Linked DNA regions of Anas platyrhynchos: region 2 is linked to region 1. The links are chromatin contacts, called in public Hi-C maps. All regions are on one chromosome and are shown on one strand. The core of a region is the stretch at or near the end of the contact, and the rest is flanking DNA. Distances in the headings are between cores, read along the strand shown. Region 1 holds the start of LOC101795869 (mitogen-activated protein kinase kinase kinase 3). Region 2 overlaps LOC101795869 (mitogen-activated protein kinase kinase kinase 3).

Region 1 (6,589 bases), core at 1,446-3,945:
AGGAGGGCAGCTGGGAAGTGATGGGGGCTCAGCAACCCTGCCACAGCCCAAAATAGCAGCAGTTAGGTAAAAGCCAAGTGTCTTCCCCTTTTGCTCCCCACAGCAAACGCTGGTGCTGACATCATGAAAGGAGGAGCATAAACTGAACTGCCCAGGGCTGTGATTTGCAAGTTCTGGGGCTGCAGATCCACTTTTCTTGTATGTCACTAGCACCCACTGGTGTTACCCAACTTTTCTCTGCAGATATTGTCAGGGTGGTGTAGGCCTGCACTAACCAGTCCTCCACTAAACCATATCGCTCAGTTCAACATCTAAACGTCTTTTGAAGACCTCCAGGGATGGGGACTCCACCACTTCCCTGGGCAGCCCATTCCAATGTCTAACTACCCTCTCAGTAAAGAAGTTCTTCCTAACATCCAACCTAAAGAAAAGAAGGAAGAAGCAGGCTGTGTGGATACAAGGTGTGCCGTGTCTGCTGTCCTCAGGGACAGAAAACAGCTCCGTGTCTCTCTTATTTCTGCATAGCAAGAAAGAAATAAGAAGAAATAAAAAATAAGAAATAATAATAAATAATAAATAAATAAGAAATAAGAAATAAGAGAGACGCTACAACCACTACAGCCACCGTCTGCACTGACTTTCCATAAAGCTCTCCGCTGTGTGTTCCCTGCTCCTCTCCAGAAAGGTGGTGAGGGTTGCTGGATTGTGTTTGTACCACAGCACGCAGAGCCACACACCTCCACGCATCCTGCCAGGCTTCAGCAATGCTTTCAGGAGCAGCTCGAGGAGGCAGAATTTTGGGGCAGGTCCTCAGCACGCCCATCAGCAGAGAGCTGCTGGCATCAACAGAATGAGGCTTTGCACACAGCGAGGGCGTTGCATTGTTCAGGAACACCCTAGAACCGAAATCCCTGCAGCTGGATTCCTGGAGCATCAAACGAGTTGAGGAAAGAGAAACTGCTTTGGAAGGAGTTTTCACAAGGAACTGCTGCTTGCCTAATGGATTCCCATTAAAAACAGGAGGTTTTACAGGAGATCCTTGTCACTTAGTGCCTTATATGCTCGAAACCCAAGTCCTGGAGCCCTGTGCCTGGTTCCCAAGGTAAACACATCTGATTCATTTCAGAAATGCATCTGCACAAGAATTCATTACATACATCCCTGATGGGCAGGAGCCAAACATTTTGAATGTGCCAAGTTACCAGAGCTTTATTAAAAGCTGTAAGGGTTAGAGGGAAGGTGCAGAGAGAGGCAACCTCCTTCTCCAAGCCAGGTGGCTCAGGATAGACTTACGCCGCTTCCCAAACCGATGAGGCAAGCTGGAGTCAGAGGTTCCTTCCAGCAACAGCTCGGTCCCCCTGGATGCCTCTCCGTAAGCTGCACAAATATTCTGGGGAGGGGGAGGGAGAGGGAGAAGAGTGAAACCTATTCAATTACATCAAGATCACGACTAGCCCCAGTAAAATCATTTATGGAGTGAGGGAACCCGGAGCGGTTTGGGCTGGAGCCATCTGCTGTTATTTGGTACACAGAATTGGTTTCTATGGATTTTATTAATAGGTCACGCGATTGTATGCGGGGCTGTGAGATCTGAAGCTCTCTGGAGGGGTCCCTGGTTGGGGTTTCTATTGCCTTTACAGGCAATAGGCTTTTTTATTTTGCTGAAACTTTCTTGCAGCAGCCAGCCCTGAAAAGCTTGAGGTGAATGGGTCTGGGTTTAGGATTCTGCCTGTTTTTTTTTTTTTTTTTTTTTTTTTTCTCTCCCACACAACTGCAGACTGACTTTGTTCCTGTTCTTCTCCACAACGCATTTACTAAATGGGGAAACGGGGAACCAGTCAGCAAAACACTCTTACTCACTTTCTCCATCGTCTGCGAGAGTTCTCTGCCTTTCTCACAAGCGTGAGTGATTTCTAGTGCAAACCTCAGGCCCCACTCGCATCATCTCTGAGGCTCAGGCCTTGTTTTAACTTGTTTTGCCTTCAAGCCTTCGAGGGCTAAGCCCAAAGGGACCGGGATGCACCAAGGAGCCTTGGGGCAGGTGGGTGTGAGTCAGAGCAGCCCCGAGGCTGTCTGAGGAGCCTGGAGTCGCTGTGCAGGGCATCGCTGACAGCCCAGGAAGGGCTGGGGGTCCTTCAGTCCTGGCTGCGTCTGCTCTCCCTCAGCCCCCCTGAAGTGGCAAAAGCAAATTAAGTGACAAGAGCAATCCTTTCATGTCCTGGCTGTGTGCAGACAGCTACACAGTTTAAGCAGTTTCATTGTCCCCCCTGCTGCAGCTCCATGAGGGGGCTTCACCTCCCTCCCTCCTCACCCCCCCAACCGCCCCCCGCCTCACCAAACTCCACAGAACCTCAACCGGCTCCCTCAACAGCCCACCCCCTGGACTCCCCAAGGGCTAAACAACACCTCACTAGCCCAAATTAACCAAAAACTGAAGAAACTGAAGGACTGAGAACCCAGCGGGGCTGCCACCCCCACACAACCCCCAGCGCCCCTCAGCGGGGAAGGGGCCACAAAATGGCGCCCCCCGGCGGAGGGGCGGTGAGGCACAAAATGGCGCCCCCTGGCGGCGGGACGCGGGGCGGCCGCGGGTGGGGGCGTGGCCTCGGGGCTTGGCCGCTTCCCTATTGGCGGAGGCGCCCGAGCGCGTCACCGCTTCCTCCCGCTTTTGTGCGCCGCCCCGCGCCGCCCCCCCCCCCGAACCGAGCCGAGCCTGAGCCGAGCCGAGCCGAACCCGAAGCCGAGCCCGAGCCGAAGCCGAGCCCGAGCCGAAGCCGAACCCAGCTGAGCCCGAGCCGAGCCGAGCCGTGCTAAACCCAACCCAGCCGTGCCAAACCCGACCCAACCGTGCTAAACCCAACCTAATCCAACCCAGCCGTGCTAAACCCAACCCAATCCAGCCCAGCCGAGCCGTGCCGTGCCAAATCCAAGCCAGCCCAGCCGTGCCAAAGCAGCACTCGCAGCCTCCGCGCATGGCTCCCCGCGGATAGCCGCTCTCCGGACGGGTAAGGCTGTGCTGGAGGGGATCCGGGGAGGGGGGCTGCAGCCGCGCTGCCCCATTTGGGTTTGGGGTTTTGTGTCCGGGTTTGGCTCCGCGGGTTCGGTTTTGGGGTTTCGTGTCCGGGTCTGGTTCTGGAGGCGTTTTATTTCGAGTTTTTCCCTGCCCCATCCTCTAGCAATGCAAGGGAGGGGTGTTGCTTGTCTACAGCACTTTTGGGATTTGGGGGGTTGTGGGTGCTGGGCACCCTATAACAACCCCCCCACCTCCGGGATGTCCCCTTAGAGGCAGCAGATTGGGTTCCCAACCTGGTCCTGGTGTCCCCTTCCTCCAGGCTGCTCGGGTTTGGCTCCGCCAGCCGTCTCCCCAAGTTGGTGCCCGACACGGTTGTCCTACAGCAGCCCTATAGGGGACAGAAAAGCAGGATGGGTTTCATTTCGGGGTAAAAAAGCTGCTCCCAAAGCCCTGGCTGCAAGGCAAGGCTCAGCACGAAGCCTTCCACCCACCACCCTGCAGTGAGCGTGTCTCTCGCCGGCCCCATTTTACCCAGAAAAAGCCTTTTTTCCCCTCATCTGCTGCTTTTTCCTCTTCCTCCCCAATTCTCGGTTCGCAACCCGGTGGCGTTTTCATTTTTTTATTAATTTTTTTGCAATTAAACCTTGCTTCTGGTTTGGGGCTGGCCCCGCGTTGCCGGTGCAAGGGGTGAAACCCCTCAAAAGGCTTTCTCAAAACGCTGAGGATGGGGAATGCGACATAACAGGGTCTTTTTTTTGGAGATTTGGGGTTTATACGGAGTTTAGGTGACACTGGGAGTTTCAAGGCTTGAATAAATGCATCTTGGCATAGCTGCATCTGAGGGTCTGCTTTCCAGACCATGTAATAGAAGGGGGTTGAGATTTTGGGGCTTTCCTCTGCAGCCGGGCACAGTCTTTGCCTTAGGAAGTTTTCCCGGCTTGTAAAAGCTCCTCTGTTGGAGGCAGGATGCGTGGCTGGACGGGCTGCCAGCCTGGTGGGCTGCGGCTTTAAAGGCTCTTTTATACATCCCTTCCCCAAATGGGGTTCGGTACCACGAGTTTTTTTCCATCAGTCTTAAATCTCCGTCAGAAACTCTGCCGTGGCTACGTGTGCCGAGGGGCAGTGTGTTTCTTTTTTTGGAGACCCTTACAGCTCGCTCAGAGAGATGTAGCCTGGATTTTCATTTGGGATGGAGAGCCTGTGTTGTGTAGAGATGGACAAATCTCTCCAAATCTCTGGATTTTTTTACATTTCCTGAGGTCCAACACGGGAGAAGGATGCGTGTCCCGTGTCCCTGCTGTCCTGGGAGCTGGGGCCGCTGGTGCCCGACGGCAGCAGGAACTTGGTTGGACTCTGGCCTTTCCACTCCCCTCTCCGCACGGAGCTGCGGCCAAGCACAATGTGCACAGCAATGTGCAGAATGTCAGCTGTGCACCAGCGAGATGGAAAACGCATTATAGAGCCATAGGAAGGGGGATATGGAATTCAACTTTTTTTTTTTCCTTGGAGTCCTCAGGCACTTTTCAGCCTTTTGAGAAGAGCTCTAAATGGCCCGCTGATGCCGAACCCGAATCCCCAGACTTTATTTTCCTATCTAAGCTCCAGCAAGGTGAAGGTGACCGGGTGTTTTCTGGGAATCCTTCCAGGAAAGCATCCACGGGGGCAGCGTGTCTGTCCCGACCTGCGAAATGCCACTGGGCTCCAACCAAATCCCTGTCCCGTCAGTAACACAAGACCGAAAAATAGATGCCTCGCACTTCAAAGCCTGCTCCCTGCAGAAGATGGGCTGCACAGGATGGCAGAGCAAGAGCGCTGAGATGCTCCCTTGGCTTAAACAGACAGGTTGCAGTCCCAGCATGAGTCGTAGTGGAGAGGAATTTGGCCCAAAGTTGGCTTACCCGCTGCTGCAGTGGTTTGGGGAGAAGCATTTGGTGAGGTGGGGTGTAGGAGGTGCACGCTCAAGCCCTGCATCTTCTTGTGGGGACGGGGATGTGGTGCTGGATGTCATCCTGCACCGGTCCCTAGAGCATTGGGCAACCCACAGGGGTGGACCTGCAGGTGCTGAGGCTTTTAGGGTGACAGGTACCTGTACGCCACAGAAGAGGTTGTTTTGGCTCCAAAATGCATTCTTCAGCCTCTTTTCCCTTCCCTGGAAAATCCTCAAACAAATGTCAGGGGAGACCAAGTGACTCAGGATTTAATGAGAATCCCTAGCAGGGCCTGCCCTCCGCTGCGATAAAACCCCTGTTGGCTAACATTTTACCCCAAAATCATGACTATTTCGGCCAAAGCTCCTCTCCTTTCGCCCTCCCCACTGTGCAAGATGATCGGGGAGGACGAGCTGCCACCAAACTGAAACCCAGGGTGGAATCTGGCTGGGTGACGAAGAAATGGCACGGGACAAAGTCCGGGCAGCCTGGGGCCATGCCCGGCAGCGCGGGCCAGATCCTGGAAGGAGCTGGCCAGTTTGCTGCGTGGGATGCTTTGTAAACAGCCTGGGTGGAAGGGGGTTGGATGGATTGAGCATTCAGGTTGTGATTTAATACTAAAAAACTTGAAAAAATAGCCCTGGCTAGGGGGGAGTGTGAATGCTGTAGGAGTTTGCTGTAGCGTGGAGCTTGTGAGCTAAATAGCAGCAAGTCATCTGATTGATAACCAGGTGATTCACAGGGGGAAAGGCTCTGTGCAGTTGCTTTAGGGATTAATTGGTGGGGTTAAAAGCCCTTGTGAAGCAGGTTGGAAGGCTCTAAGTGCTGCTGAGGAGTTTGTGGGGTCTGCAGTGCTTGGAGCGCTCCTGATCTACTAGGGCTGTCCTGGAGCAGTGCTGTTTGTCTGGTCCACGTGAAGGTATTTCTAGCTTCTAGAGCCATACAAGTGCCTGCAGATCCCTGTAGGACTGCTGGAAGTTTAACGTGATGAGCATTTGCCAGCCATCAGGTGCTGTGCAAAGACGAGCCCAGTGCTGTGCTCTGAGTTCTGCTGCTGCCAGGCTGGGTGTGGAGGTGTGGAGGCTTTTTGGGGGCATCTATTGAGGTCTGGCATGCTCCTTGGATGTGGAAACCTGTTGTGATGACGATGGTTGGTTGCTTCTTGCTTTTACACCTCTTACACTACAACCTTTATGTTTTTGTTTTTTTCAATTTAGAAGAAGTAGGCCATCCCAGTCCAGTTGCAAACTGGAAATAGTGCAGCTCCCTCTGTGATAAGAGCCTAAAAAAAAAAAAAAGCAGATATTTACTGTTTGCAGTGAGTTCTTTGCACCTTCAGCTCCGCAAGGCTGCAGCAGTGATACCCACACACAAGCTCTCGCCGACAGGTGGATGTCACCTCCGGGCCAGGTTGAAGGGCTGGGGCAGCCACCATGTGGGGCTGCGATAAGGAAGGCTCGGCTGGGGAGGACGGTGTAGGGTGAGGTCTTATAGCTCTGTGTGTGCACAGAAATCCTGTCCTAGATGCTCTGTTCCTGCTGGCGTCGCGCCTTTTCCTCTCTGTCACTAACCAGGGAGTGCCCTGCAGAGGGACTGTCCCTTTTCTGCGTGCCGGGTCAGCACAGTGCCATCGTGGAGGCTGGCTGGT
Region 2 (5,944 bases), core at 331-2,830, 46 kb after region 1:
CTCTGAGCACCCAGAGAGCCGCCTTTCACAAGGGCAGGGCTCCCAGTAAGGCCAGTGGGGCTTTACTGGGCGCTGTGGCCGCCCGGTCCCTTTGGTAAGCAGATCCCATGTGTGCTTTGGCACAGGCAGGAGCGTGATGTGCTCTGCTGGCTGCTCTTGGTGCCAGCACCCTGGGCAACCTACAGAGTCTGCAGCCTGCTTTGTAGGGCATTGAGGGCAAATAGTTGCATTTTGGGCACTGGGAGCTTTGCAGTCCCTCTGCGGGATGTGGTACAGCACACAGCGATGCCAGGGGGTCGAATTCCCTCAGGAGTTAGGAGGGGAAACTCTGTTTACCATCTAAAAAGCAGAGCTGAATCTGTCCTGCTGGGTGTCAAAGAAGCTGTTCTGGCAGGGAAAGCGGCGCACACCTCTCACAGCAAAGGGTTTGAGGCCAGTTTTTGAGGTGTTCCTGTCTCATCTGATGCCCAGACGCTGGGGAAGCTGTCAGTGCACAGAAACTCAAATTATTCCAGGGAGGAAACCCAAACTCCGCTTAAGCACGGGGCTGATTTGGCGCGGGATAGCAGCAGGTCCTGTCTACAAACTCCCAGATCAGAGCAGCCCCAGAACGGCAGGCAGCAAGGCTTCGTCTCAGCCCTCTCCTCTGACCGCTCGCTGAATTGGTGAGCTGACCTTTAAGCTGTCTCCTCGCAGATGGTTTGTGTTGTGATTCTTGCGTCCGTTCCACGGTAGATGAGAACTTGGAAGAAAACACTGCAGCTCGACGAGCTGGAGGGCATGGGGTCTCTGTTTTCCATCCGCCTCCTCGGGTTCCTCCCTCGTCCCCCCATTCCCAAGCTGCTCACGGCGAGGATCTGGCTTCCTTTGTTTACCCAGCGGTGTGACACTGCCGTGCTCCGGTGTTTGTTCAATCCCTTCCAGCTCCTGATCCCGCTGAAATCCCAGGAAGACTTGGACAAAGCGCTGGAGCAGTTGGAGCTGAGCCCTTCCCTGAAGAGCCTGCGGATCCTCGTCAGCGCTCCAAAGAAAGCCAATGTGAGCTCCTCACCTTCTCTCCTCTTTCGTGTCCGAAGTGAGGCGCCTCGTTATTGCCTTGGGGAGGGGGAAAAGTCTCCTGACGGAGGGAGAGCTGGGCCTCGGGGGGTCTGAAATCTTCCTGGAGACCAAGCTCAGCTCCCTCCCACTCCTCCTGCAACCTCTGAAGGGTTAAAGCTGTACTGATCCTCAAACTAAGAAGCCCCCAGGGAACCCTCTTGTTTCTTTTTTTGGCTTGGGGAGGCTGTCACCCTTCCTCTGCATCCCCTCCACATGCAGGAGGAGGTGCTGGCTGTCCCCGTGACCCAGCACAGGGACCCTTCCCTCCTTGTGGTGCTGAAATCCTAACAGCCAGGGGGGAACAACCCAGAGAATCCTTCAGTGTCACGCGGGACTGTCTTTTTTATTATTATTATTATTATTTGTTTTTATTTATTTATTTTCCCTGAGCTCAGTGGTTTTGCAGCTAAGCCTGTTAGCTTGACCTCGCCTGCACGGAGCGCCTTGCCAAAGCACATGTCGTTCTGCCCCAAGCACAGGCTGTAAAACAAGAGATTTGCAGATGTTGCAACTCTTGTTTCTCCCTTATATTTCCTAGAAGTACAAGAGAGGCTGAGAGCCTTGAAACTCCTAGTGCTTGTCCTTGCAGCACTTGGGTTTCCTCTGCTCCTTTTGAGAGCTGCCCAAAAGGTGCAGGGAGCAGAGTCCCAGGGGGAAACTGAGCCATCATTTGGGATTTCCTAAATCCACTTGCTCCTAGCTGCAGCAATATTGCAGCATTATGCCAGCTACTTAAGAGCGGGGCAGCCAGGCAGATGCACATATCCCTTTGGAGCTGGTGGAGCTTTTCCTGAAGCATGGCAACACGTACTGCAGGCGAGGGGATCATTCTGAGGTCATACACAAAATCCTCACAAAATCACAACGCCCTGTAGCACGGTACGTTGGTGAGATTGGCCACCAGCAAGTCCTGCCAGTGTAACTCAGGCTGCACTTAAGTTACCAGCTGGATTGGAAATTCTTTGCAGTCCTTCTCTGTATTCCGTAGCGAAGACTGACTGTCTGCTGTCTGCTCTGTACAGAGGAGCCTCTGCAGTGCTTGGTCTGCCACTGAGGGAGCACAGAGGAGAAGTTTTTGGGGTCACAAACGTGGGTTCAGGGCAAGACTCAATCTCCGTACCAATCCTGAAATCAGGCAGTGCAGGAACAGTCTGTATGTCATATGTCTGTATTTACTTTTGCTGACTGGGCCTCAATTTTATTGTTTGACAGCGTTTTAGTAACAGATGTAACTTGTGAGTGATTTGGGGGTCTTTTTTTTTAATGCTTCTTGGTTAGTATGGCCATAAGGAGTCAAACAGAGGTTTTCACGGGGTGCCTCTGCAAAGGGGCAGAGTCTGATCGTTCCCTTTGTCTGATCCCCAGCTCCTCCAGCCGAACAACAGCAAGCAGCACGAGATGAGGATCTCCAGATCCATGGGGGACATCATGGGATCCCTGTACAAGGACTCTGAGAGGACGCGGAAATACTCAACAGGTCAGTGAGATGTGGTGCTCTGTGGGCTGCTGGTGCTATTACAAGCAGGGCCACCGTCCCCTTTCCATTTTCCCTCACAATCCCTGTAAGTATTATGGTCTGCTGTCTACCCCGAGGTCTCCCACCAGTATTTCAGTGCAGTTACAGCTTATCCTCAGCCTGAGGAAGAAACTGCAAGGATGTGGCCAAGGTTGTGGTGAGCAGCAAGTCCAGTCAGGCGTGGAAACGAAGGAAGAGCAGATGATCTGAGGTGTAACGTGAGGGGGAAAACGTGAATTTGAGCTTAATTGAAACGAAGAGTGAGGATCTTACATGGTCTTTTCTTCTGTTTTATGTGCCTGAGTTGGTGTTTTTCTTGCTTTCTGAAATAACTCGGAGCGTTTTGAAATGCTAAGTGCTGCTGGCAGTCTGTCTGTAGGACCTTTTGGGCGAGAATCCTTGGGGGATTTTGTAGAGAGAGAAGTCTTGTGCAGCACCGGTAAAGCAGCCCGTCGGTCCATATAGCAGGGCTGTCAGTCTGCACATTACAGCAGGCAGGCTCAGTGATTTTGTCTAGCAGTGAATGTTCCCTGCTACATCCGTGGGTGATGCTTACACGGGCATTTCTACAGAGCCCCAGTGTGCTCATCCAGTTATTTCCCATCTGTAAAGTGGGGCTCTCAGATACGCGAAGATATCCTTCACCCTCCAAAGAGCATCTCTATCAATACAACCTGAAAGCTTCCAAACTCTGTGCAACAAAGAGTATTGCTCTCCGAGGATTCGCTCTTTCTGTCTCTCACAGTCTGCACTGCCTTGATAACAAATCCTTTGGTTTGCTGCGGCTCAGACAATGACATAGAAAGAAATTTCCTTCTAGGGTAGGTCCAGTTTAGCCTCTTGTGCAGCAATGCCCAATTCTGAAAGAAGCCAGCTGTGGGTGCTGCATGTACCAGAGCTCTCTGTGGTCCTGTTGCTGGGATGTGCCAGCGATATCTTTTTCTGTTGTATTTTTGTTTGTTTGTTTGTTGGTTTTCTAGCTTTCATAGCTCTTGAGAATGTGCCCAGAATCTGGCAGAGTTTATAGATGGTTCTGAATGAAATGCAGACACGAGGACATGGCAAAGCGCAGAGCCTCAGCAGAAACTGCTTGAGCAAGACATCTCTGAAGGGCTTTTTTTGGCACTAACTAAGCTGTTAACGTAACCCAGTGAAGAGCTGCGGCACCGTGAGCTGTCACTGATGTGTGAACTGAGTGTAATAGGCAGAATTGATCCTGTGTGCAGTGAGAAAATTGATCCTTGCATGCAAACTGCATCCCAAACAGGATCTTTGGTGCTTTTGCATCATTAGCTGCCCTTGCCACAGCCATCCCTCTTTTATTCCCGTGCAAACCACAACTCTTGCTCTTAGTTTGGACAGAGCCTGCAACAAACCTGCATGGCAGCAGCTCTCCAGGCCTCTTTGGAGCTCTTTGGGCTCCGTATGAAGCTACCACAGCCCACTTACAGGGGTTGTTGCAATCCACCAGCTTCGTTTTGATGATTTCTGGAGTCAGATCTGGGCTCTCCAGCAGCTGGACAGAAACTTCAGCGAGCTGAAAGGGCGAGCAGCATGGCAGATGGAACAGAGAGCTGAAGAGCAGGCCTTAGACAGACAGAAATATAATCCTGTGTTGTGTTTCCCTGGATTCGATTTGGTGGATAATCAAAAATCATCCTAAGAGATTGGGGTTTCTGTAGGAGAATCTGTTCTCCACCTGCAGGTGCAAGATATTTCACAGTATTTGCTTCTGCTGTCATCAAAGCAGCTGCTAGCACGTGAGGATCTCAGCTCAGTTCAGCTTTTCCCTTAAAACCACGTTTGAAAGGAGATTTAACGTGATGTTACAGCAAGAGGTGGCTCAGGGTCATGTTCTCGGTGCTTCTCAGCTGTCTCGTGTTTTTCTGCTGACTCCGCCGTGATAGCAGCAGCAAAAACTAATAAAACTGCATGTCGTTGGCACGAGCACGATGGAAGGGGGGGGCAGATGTTCTGGGGAAGATTTGGCTATTTTTGCTTCTGCTGGACAGAAAATGTCTTCAACTCCATGTCCCCAAAAAACCTCATGCAAAGTCAATATTTTTCTTATTTTTTTCATAAGCATTTTCGGTGAAAATCCCTCCCCCCACTCCACCTTATTTATTTTTTTTTTTTGGAAGTGGAAAATGTTCCAGTCTCTGTAACCGGCATCTGAAAACGTTCAGCAAAGTGTCAGAAAAAGTTTGGCTTCAAACCTGTCGGGGTCCTAAATTTTCAGCTAACTGAGGGCTGTACTTATTTACTGAGAGAAAACCCCACAAGGGCACTTGGGGGGGACACAGGCTGGCCAGATGGCTCCGAGAAACATGGGCAACATGATGGCAACATCCGTGCCATTAAATTCACAGGGCACGAGCACAGGCTAAATGTTGATGAAGGTTTTTAATCATCACCATGTTTCCTGACCCGAAATCTGCCCAGGTACAAATGGGGACTAGAAAATGGAGTGTCCCACTTGCTTAGCCTACACATAGCCTTAAATTTAGATGTAGGAACCCGTCCTCAGGGGATCAGCACAGAGAGGAGGGCGACTTGCAGGGGTCCCACTGCAAAAGAAGCCCAAGGGGATGTGGTTGAGCTGCTCACACCTCCTCGTGGCAGCCACAGCTCATCAGTAACACGTTAATTGAAGGTTTCTCTCTGCTTATCGTGCTTGAGGACTCCTGCTTGATGCCGCTCTGCGACGGGTGAAGTTTTGGCCAGGGAAGGGGTGAAGCCAGGGAACAAGGAGGCAGAGGGAAGCCAAGCCTGGCACGGGGGAGCCGGCCGTACGTGCAGCACCGAGAGCTCCGCACACACAGCATGAAAGAGGCTGCTTAAATAAAAAAATAACAGAAGGGAACATGAAAAACCCCAGCAGATGCCAGCAGTGACTGTAAGTCTCCGTGCTGGCCTGGTTCGTCCCTGCCTGGGACATGCTGTGCTCTGCTCTCGAGTGCAGGACTTTTACATCAGCGCCTGCACCATGGAATCCCGTCCCAAAGCACCTTGCTGCAGAGGGGAATCGAGGTCAGCTGCTCGCCTGGTGCCAACCTGCACAATTTCTCCAAGTTCAGGAAGCCTGAAAAGAAGGGCTGAGATCTGGCCAGCCTCTGGCTCCCGAACAAGTCCCCCTGCCCCTTCCCCGCTGGGGGAACGTGATCCTGGAGGCTCTGGGACAAATCACCTGGCGGCTTTTTGGAGCAAGAGCCACCCTCGTTTCTTCCCGCAGCCTTCAGGGCTGACATCTGCCGAGCAAACGAGGGGACGGCAGCACGAGCCCCAAATGGTTAAACGTTTGTTTATCTTCCCAGAGAGGATGCTGTACTT

The links. A called contact is a pair of places that touch in the nucleus more often than the background predicts.
Region 2: a contact with region 1 is called in a Hi-C map of subcutaneous adipose tissue, with 1.6 times the contacts expected there. The contact joins the enhancer-like site here to the promoter of LOC101795869 in region 1. A contact is called at or near these places in 4 of 8 Hi-C or Micro-C datasets (liver, skeletal muscle and subcutaneous adipose tissue).

What each region holds. Positions count from the first base shown.
Region 1 is chr2:154,535,462-154,542,050 of IASCAAS_PekinDuck_T2T, forward strand. It overlaps LOC101795869 (mitogen-activated protein kinase kinase kinase 3), which reads left to right and starts at 2,696. Exons shown (of 17, transcript XM_027450359.3): 1 at 2,696-3,005.
Region 2 is chr2:154,582,366-154,588,309 of IASCAAS_PekinDuck_T2T, forward strand. It overlaps LOC101795869 (mitogen-activated protein kinase kinase kinase 3), which reads left to right. Exons shown (of 17, transcript XM_027450359.3): 6 at 925-1,038; 7 at 2,464-2,575. Among named protein-coding and RNA genes, the nearest start is that of ACAA1, 19 kb to the right of the region's middle. Within about 2 kb of position 1,581, at least 3 of the 8 cell types and tissues checked have an H3K27ac peak or open chromatin away from gene starts, as enhancers often do. A contact at or near this core is called in subcutaneous adipose tissue, where this site is marked.